2 separate regions of the Zea mays genome follow, and region 2 is linked to region 1. A link is a contact called in public Hi-C data. All regions are on one chromosome and are shown on one strand. Each heading gives the region's core, a stretch centred on a gene start, on an enhancer-like site or on the middle of the called end of the contact. The rest is flanking DNA. Distances are from core to core; before and after follow the strand shown.

Evidence for each region. Hi-C and Micro-C count contacts between places; a contact is called where the count stands out from the background.
Region 2: a Hi-C map of tassel shows a contact between it and region 1, with 2.2 times the contacts expected there. The contact joins the promoter of LOC100193538 here to the promoter of LOC100285057 in region 1. A contact is called at or near these places in 2 of 25 Hi-C or Micro-C datasets (leaf and tassel).

What each region holds. Positions count from the first base shown.
Region 1 is chr10:127,803,037-127,806,486 of Zm-B73-REFERENCE-NAM-5.0, reverse strand. LOC100285057 reads left to right here and starts at 1,634. Exons shown (of 4, transcript NM_001254887.2): 1 at 1,634-1,812; 2 at 2,432-2,980; 3 at 3,072-3,211. The coding sequence starts at 2,436.
Region 2 is chr10:128,041,043-128,044,492 of Zm-B73-REFERENCE-NAM-5.0, reverse strand. LOC100193538 (Cellulase (glycosyl hydrolase family 5) protein) reads right to left here and starts at 1,652. Exons shown (of 4, transcript NM_001138649.1): 1 at 1,205-1,652. The coding sequence starts at 1,609. It overlaps LOC103641766 (pentatricopeptide repeat-containing protein At1g08070, chloroplastic), which reads left to right and starts at 1,234. Exons shown (of 1, transcript XM_008665099.4): 1 at 1,234-3,450. The coding sequence starts at 1,783.

The sequences.
Region 1 (3,450 bases), core at 385-2,884:
CTGCCCTGCTCCGACTGCTGTGCCACTCGAGAGAGTGAGGCTGACAACAGCTAAGTCCAGCCTCGGGCGCCATAGGAAGCTCCGCCTCGCCCGACCCCAGGGCTCGGACTCAACCTCGACCTCGGACGACGGACTCTGCCTCGCCCGACCCCAGGGCTCGGACTCAGCCTCGACCTCGGACGATGGACTCCGCCTCGCCCGACCCTAGGGCTCGGACTCAGCGTCGACCTCGAAAGACGGTCTCCGCCTCGCCCGACCCCAGGGCTCGGACTCAGCCTCGACCTCGGACGACGGACTCCGCCTCGCCCGACCCTAGGGCTCGGACTCAGCCTCGACCTCGAAAGACGGTCTCCGCCTCGCCCGACCCCAGGGCTCGGACTCAGCCTCGACCTCGGACGACGGACTCCGCCTCGCCCGACCCCAGGGCTCGGACTCAGCCTCGACCTCGGAAGACGGTCTCCGCCTCGCCCGACCCCAGGGCTCGGACTTGACCTCGACCTCGGAGGAGCCTCCGCCTCGCCCGACCTCGGGCTCGGACCGACCACGTCACAGGGGGGGGGGGCATCATTACCCTACCCCTAGCTAGCTCAGGCTACGGGGAACAAGACCGGCGTCCCATCTGGCTCGCCCCGGTAAACAAGTAATGATGGCACCCCGCGTGCTCCATGACGACGGCGGCTCTCAGCCCCTTACGGAAGCAAGGAGACGTCAGCAAGGATCCGACAGCCCCAACAGCTGTCCTTCCACAAGGCTCAAGCGCTCCTCCGACGGCCACGACATCACATGAACAGGGTGTCAAAACCTCTCCGACTGTCACGACGGCATGTACTTAGGGCTCTAGCTCCTCTCTGCTAGACACGTTAGCACACTGCTACACCCCCCATTGTACACCTGTGCCCTCTCCTTACGCCTATAAAAGGAAGGTCCAGGGCTCTCGTACGAAGAGGTTGGCCGCGCGGGAGAACGGGCTGGCGGACAGTCTCTCTCTCTTTCACTCTCCCTCGCGGACGCTTGTAACCCCCCTACTGCAAGCGCACCCGACCTGGGCGCAGGACAACACGAAGGCCGCAGGTTTCCCCTCTGCTGTTTCTCCCCCCTTTGTGCTCCGTCTCGCGCCGACCCATCTGGGCTGGGACACGCGGCGACAATTTACTCGTCGGTCCAGAGACCCCCCGGGGTCGAAACGCCGACACTACTCGTCACCATGTGAGCGTACAGACACAAAAAAGATCTGACACACATGTACAGTGTATAGAGCACCCTCTATAGATAGCGCACACATGCCATCCTCTAAATTTTAGAGGACTTTTTAGAGTCTTTTGTTGGAGGGATAAAGGACCTGACCATCCCCTACATTTAGAGTATAAGACCCTTTACAAGTTGCTGCTGGAGTCAGTCTTAAACCAAACACCCCCTATATATTTCAGAGGAACCACTATGCAAATAGGAAGGTGTTCTAGCATGGTCTGATTGGCTGAGGCAATGTATACCGAAGAGTTCGAAAGAAGGCCAAAAAAAACGAAGAAAGGATGAGCCAGGTTCATGGGCGGCTTTCTGCCTTTCCGTTAGTCATGCGCGTGAAGATATCGGCCCAGTAGCCCTCGCGGAGAAGCAAACTGTAAACAGCCCAGAAGGAAAATGATTGCTTCCTGCCTTGGTGTTTTTCTTCTCCCGTTCAAGTCGCGTGCCACTTTCTTCTCTCGTTCACCTCGCGTGCGCGAACCAACTAGGGCGACCGCTGCCGCCCTACGGCCTACGCCCAGCTGCTCAGGTCTTATTCGGGCCTTTGGCGGCGAGAACCGACCCCGCCAGGTATGCCCGCTCCTTCTCTTCCCTTTTCTGCGCAAAACTGAGGACCCGAACCCTAACTTCAGCTTGTTGGCTATTTGTATTCGGATCTGATAATCACAAGTCTATACATGTATTAAACCTTTTATCGGGGTGTAGGTGTACACTCATGTCCTTTATTGGACATGCCTCTGATTTTATGTATCCAGATTCTACTTATGGATTTTCAGGACACAACATCTAGGTTTAGTTAGATGATGCTTTTTTATGTCGTTGTAGTGGGAGATGTGTTTGTATTATTCTTTTTTATGCTCACTTCTTTAGGATTCATGAATGAAATGTTTACATACTTGCATTGATTGCATCAATGCAATGTTTTTTTTCCTTGGATAGGAAGCTCACCGTTCCAGCTCCTTGATACATGTAACATGTCCTGGAACATGATGTACGAGCTAAATATGTAGTAGGATAGTAGGAAGTAGTTGCAATCTTTAAAATAAAATACTGAGTGTAGTGTTTGCTAAACGCTTTTCTAATCTCTGGCAGTGCCATGTTAATAGACCTGGTATGTGTTTATTTGTTAATTGCATCTGTTGAAAGCACCTTTTGTTTTCATCTTCATGTACAATATTTGTATTTTCAGGATAATGGCTCACCGTGGACACCTAGATGGACTGACTGCCCAAGCTCCAGCACTGATGCGCCATGGTTCCTTCGCTGCAGGCAGCCTTTCTAGCCACTCACCTTTGGAGTCTTCATCTACACTGGAGATGCTGGAGAACAAGCTTGCCATGCAGACTGCAGAAGTGGAAAAGCTTATCATGGAGAATCAGCGGTTAGCATCAAGCCATGTGGTCTTGAGGCAGGACATTGTTGATACAGAGAAAGAGATGCAAATAATCCGCACCCACCTAGGTGAAGTTCAGACAGAGACTGATTTGCATATTAGAGATTTATTGGAGAGAATTAGATTAATGGAGGCAGACATACATAGTGGTGATGCGGTGAAGAAGGAGCTTCATCAAGTGCATATGGAGGCAAAGAGACTTATTACTGAAAGGCAGATGCTGACCCTTGAGACAGAGGATGTGAATAAAGAATTACAGAAACTCTCTGCCTCTGGTGACAGTAAAAGCCTTCCTGAATTGCTAGCTGAGCTAGATGGGCTAAGGAAAGAGCATCTTAATTTACGGTTTGTGACAATGTTCCTTCTTACATTTTTTGCAATTGCCTGAGCTTTGTGTTAATGTGTTTGTGTCATGTTTTTCCCTTTCCATTGGAAGATCTCAATTTGAATTTGAGAAAAATACAAACATCAAGCAAGTTGAGCAGATGCGGACAATGGAAATGAACTTGATGACCATGACTAAACAAGCTGAGAAGTTACGAGGTGATGTGGCAAATGCTGAAAGACGGGCACAGGGTAAATATTCTCTTCCTTTTGATGTTGGCCTGCAAATTATCCTCATTCCTGTTATTGTTAGGTTTTGAGCTGAACCTTACTGGGCTGTACACCTAGATAGGAGCAGTATTATTTTTATTCCATCTGTTTTGTGTTTAGTTTGTGAAGACTGCTAGTTTTTTTGTCCTAGTAGTGTGAATCTCAAAACTGCTCGCTCATAGGCTTCCCATTTGAATCATGATTTCCCTATTTTCAACAGA
Region 2 (3,450 bases), core at 403-2,902, 240 kb before region 1:
GCCAAAAACAGCGAGTTGCTGGTTTAGCTATACTTCAACTGATCCATGACATAATCTTGCTTGAGAGAGTATAATAAAGGCAGTCACTTGTCCATTATTGTTAAATTCGACTTCATTTTGGTCATACAAGAGCAGCAATTCTGAATACTACTACTATGCTGAAAAAACAGTTTATTTGAGTTCTTTTCCTCAGTATAATTTTTGTAACTTTGACCAAGTGTACACAAAGTGCACTAACATGACAACACCTGCCGCATCCAATTAATTTCATCAAGTATTTTTATAGTGCATTTATCTGGCATTGTTGATACTATACATTTTTTTTACAAATTTGATCAAACCCAGATAAGTTTGACTTAACAAAAATCACTACTTGCCAATTCAAAGCCAAGAGAAAGAAGCTATATCCAATTATTTTCCTCGTTCTCACTTGGGCCAGCACCGGTCACATTAACAGTTACAGTGCTTTTGCAGGGCGGGAGCTGGTCGCCAGGGTTCGATCGCTGCTCCTACAATGCCTTCCAAAGAAGGCCAACTTAAGTAACCCTTATCTAAAAAACATCAACAGATCGGCACTAGAATCAATTAACCATAAAATGTGGACCATATGCATATGTTTGGAGGTTGGCTTCAAGGTTTTAATAGTGTGTTGAAACCAGTGTTTTTACTTGTAGCGGCGGTGTTGTGTTGGGCGCTCTCGATCGGTAGAAATAACATAGTTTTTAGAAAAAACTCTCTTTTGCAGGTTATCTATTTGGTCACACGGAATCTTTCAAGTTAGGTTATCCTTCAGCGAGAGGAGATGTGACCGTTGGTTGTGGAGGGATCATAACTCTTGATGTGGACGACCATAATATTTTTTTTTTCGGTCGCATAGGTGACAATCTAGTCTTCGGATTGATTGTCGCTAGCTTGGGGATGCTGCTATATTTATGTCTGTTTTTCTTTTTCCTGTTAGGTTGCCTATGTGCATTAGGCAGAGACTGACTGAAAGTATCAAGTCTTTGTATTATGTATCACTCTTGATAACCTTTTTATAAAGCTTCTTTTATGGAAAAAATCAACCGCGCTTGATTGGTAGTGGCACAAAATTAAAATTAGTCGAAAGAAGAAATAGAATCTCGATTAAACCAACAATCCTGGTTCTTGAGCAATAACTAAATACAAATTTGAGTGCTCCACTGAGCGGGAAAAAAACACGTACCCGGAACACGTCGATGAGGGGCAGGTCGAGGAGCGCGGGGTTGTTGACTCTGACGCCGGCGACGGACTCCAGCATGCCTAGGCGCTCCAGCGACCACCGCAGCGGCAGCGAAGCTAGCGTGGCGTTGGTGACGAGGTAGGTCGGCCAGGTGAGCCTGACGCAGTTGAACCCCATCGCTGCCACGCGCGCTGCGATGTCCGACACGGGGCGCCGCGCCAGGCCCTCCGCGGCTGCGGGCTCCAGGTGCGAAGCCCAGTTCGCGCACGCCAGCTTCACGCGCCGCCCATCCACACCTACAATCCACCGCGACGCCGTCGAGAGCGGCAGCGCCAGGAGCGAGGCCGCTGCCGTGAGCGCGGGTAGGAGGAGAAGGGCGAGGAGGAGTGGAGAGGTGGAGGCCGCCATGGTGATTAGTTGTTGTGCGGAGACGCCGGAGACTAGAGGCGGATCCGGAATTTAAATGGAGGACAGGTATCTCTATCGTGTGGGCCCAGATATCAGTGTCTCACGCAGAGGCAGAGACCACTTGGATAATAATAACCAACGATAAGCAGTTAAACCCAAGCAAGGCATCTCGAATGGCCACCGCCGTCCCCACGGCGGCTCTCCCCACACCGGGCCGCGCCGGGCCGGCGCCGCCACGTGCTCCACTCCGCGCAGATCCTAGCTACTTGCCACAGCTCCACGCGGCACTAATCAAGTCCGGAGAGCTCACCGGGTCGGCCAAATCCTTCCACTCCCTCCTCGAGGCGGCCGCGGCCTCTCCGACGCTGCTCCCCTACGCGGTCAGCCTGTTCCGCTTGGGCCCGCGGCCGCCCCTTTCGACGCCGTGCTACAACGTCCTTATGCGAGCTTTCCTTCACGCGGGCCACCCGGAGGACGCCCTGCACCTGTTCATCGAAATGCTCCACGCGGCTTCGGCCTGCCCCGCTGATCAGCACACCGCCGCCTGTGCCCTCAAGTCGTGCTCCAGGATGTGCGCCCTGGACGTAGGGCGCGGCGTCCAGGCGTACGCCGTCAAGCGTGGGCTCGTGGCCGATCGGTTCGTTCTGAGCAGCTTGATTCATATGTACGCGAGCTGTGGCGACGTTGCGGCGGCACGGCTTGTGTTCGACGCGGCGGAGGAGAGTGGCGTGGTGATGTGGAACGCGATCGTCGCGGCGTACTTGAAGAACGGAGATTGGATGGAGGTGGTGGAGATGTTTAAGGGCATGCTTGAGGTTGGTGTGGCCTTTGATGAGGTCACATTGGTGAGTGTGGTCACGGCATGCGGAAGGATAGGTGACGCGAAGCTTGGCAAGTGGGTTGCTGGACATGTGGACGAGGAGGGGCTGGCGAGGAACCCGAAATTGGTGACCGCACTGATGGACATGTATGCCAAGTGCGGAGAGATTGGTAAGGCACGGAGGCTGTTCGATGGGATGCAGTCCAGGGATGTGGTTGCTTGGAGCGCAATGATCTCAGGCTACACGCAGGCAGATCAATGCCGAGAGGCGCTCGGTCTTTTCAGTGAGATGCAGCTTGCAAGAGTTGAGCCGAACGATGTGACCATGGTAAGCGTGCTCTCTGCCTGTGCTGTCCTGGGTGCACTTGAGACAGGGAAGTGGGTGCATTCCTACGTAAGAAGGAAGCGCCTATCTCTGACAACTATTCTCGGCACTGCACTGGTGGACTTCTACGCGAAGTGTGGATGCATTGACGATGCGGTTGAAGCGTTTGAGTCAATGCCTGTGAAGAACTCGTGGACGTGGACAGCCTTGATAAAGGGCATGGCAACCAATGGGAGGGGCAGGGAAGCGTTGGAACTCTTCTCGTCAATGCGCGAGGCCGGGATCGAGCCCACAGACGTGACATTCATTGGTGTCCTCATGGCTTGCAGCCACAGCTGCCTGGTTGAAGAGGGCCGCCGGCATTTTGATAGCATGGCTCGGGACTATGGCATTAAGCCAAGGGTTGAGCACTATGGATGTATGGTGGATCTGTTGGGGCGGGCCGGTTTGGTAGATGAGGCGTACCAGTTTATCAGGACCATGCCCATCGAGCCAAACGCTGTTATCTGGAGGGCGCTACTGTCTTCCTGCGCAGTTCACAGAAATGTTGGGATCGGGGAAGAAGCACTGAAGCAGATCATCTCCTTGAACCCCAGTCACAGTGGTGATTACGTGCTCCTGTCAAACATATATGCATCGGCGGGACAGTGGAAGGACGCAGCGATGGTTCGAAAGGAAATGAAGGATAGAGGGATC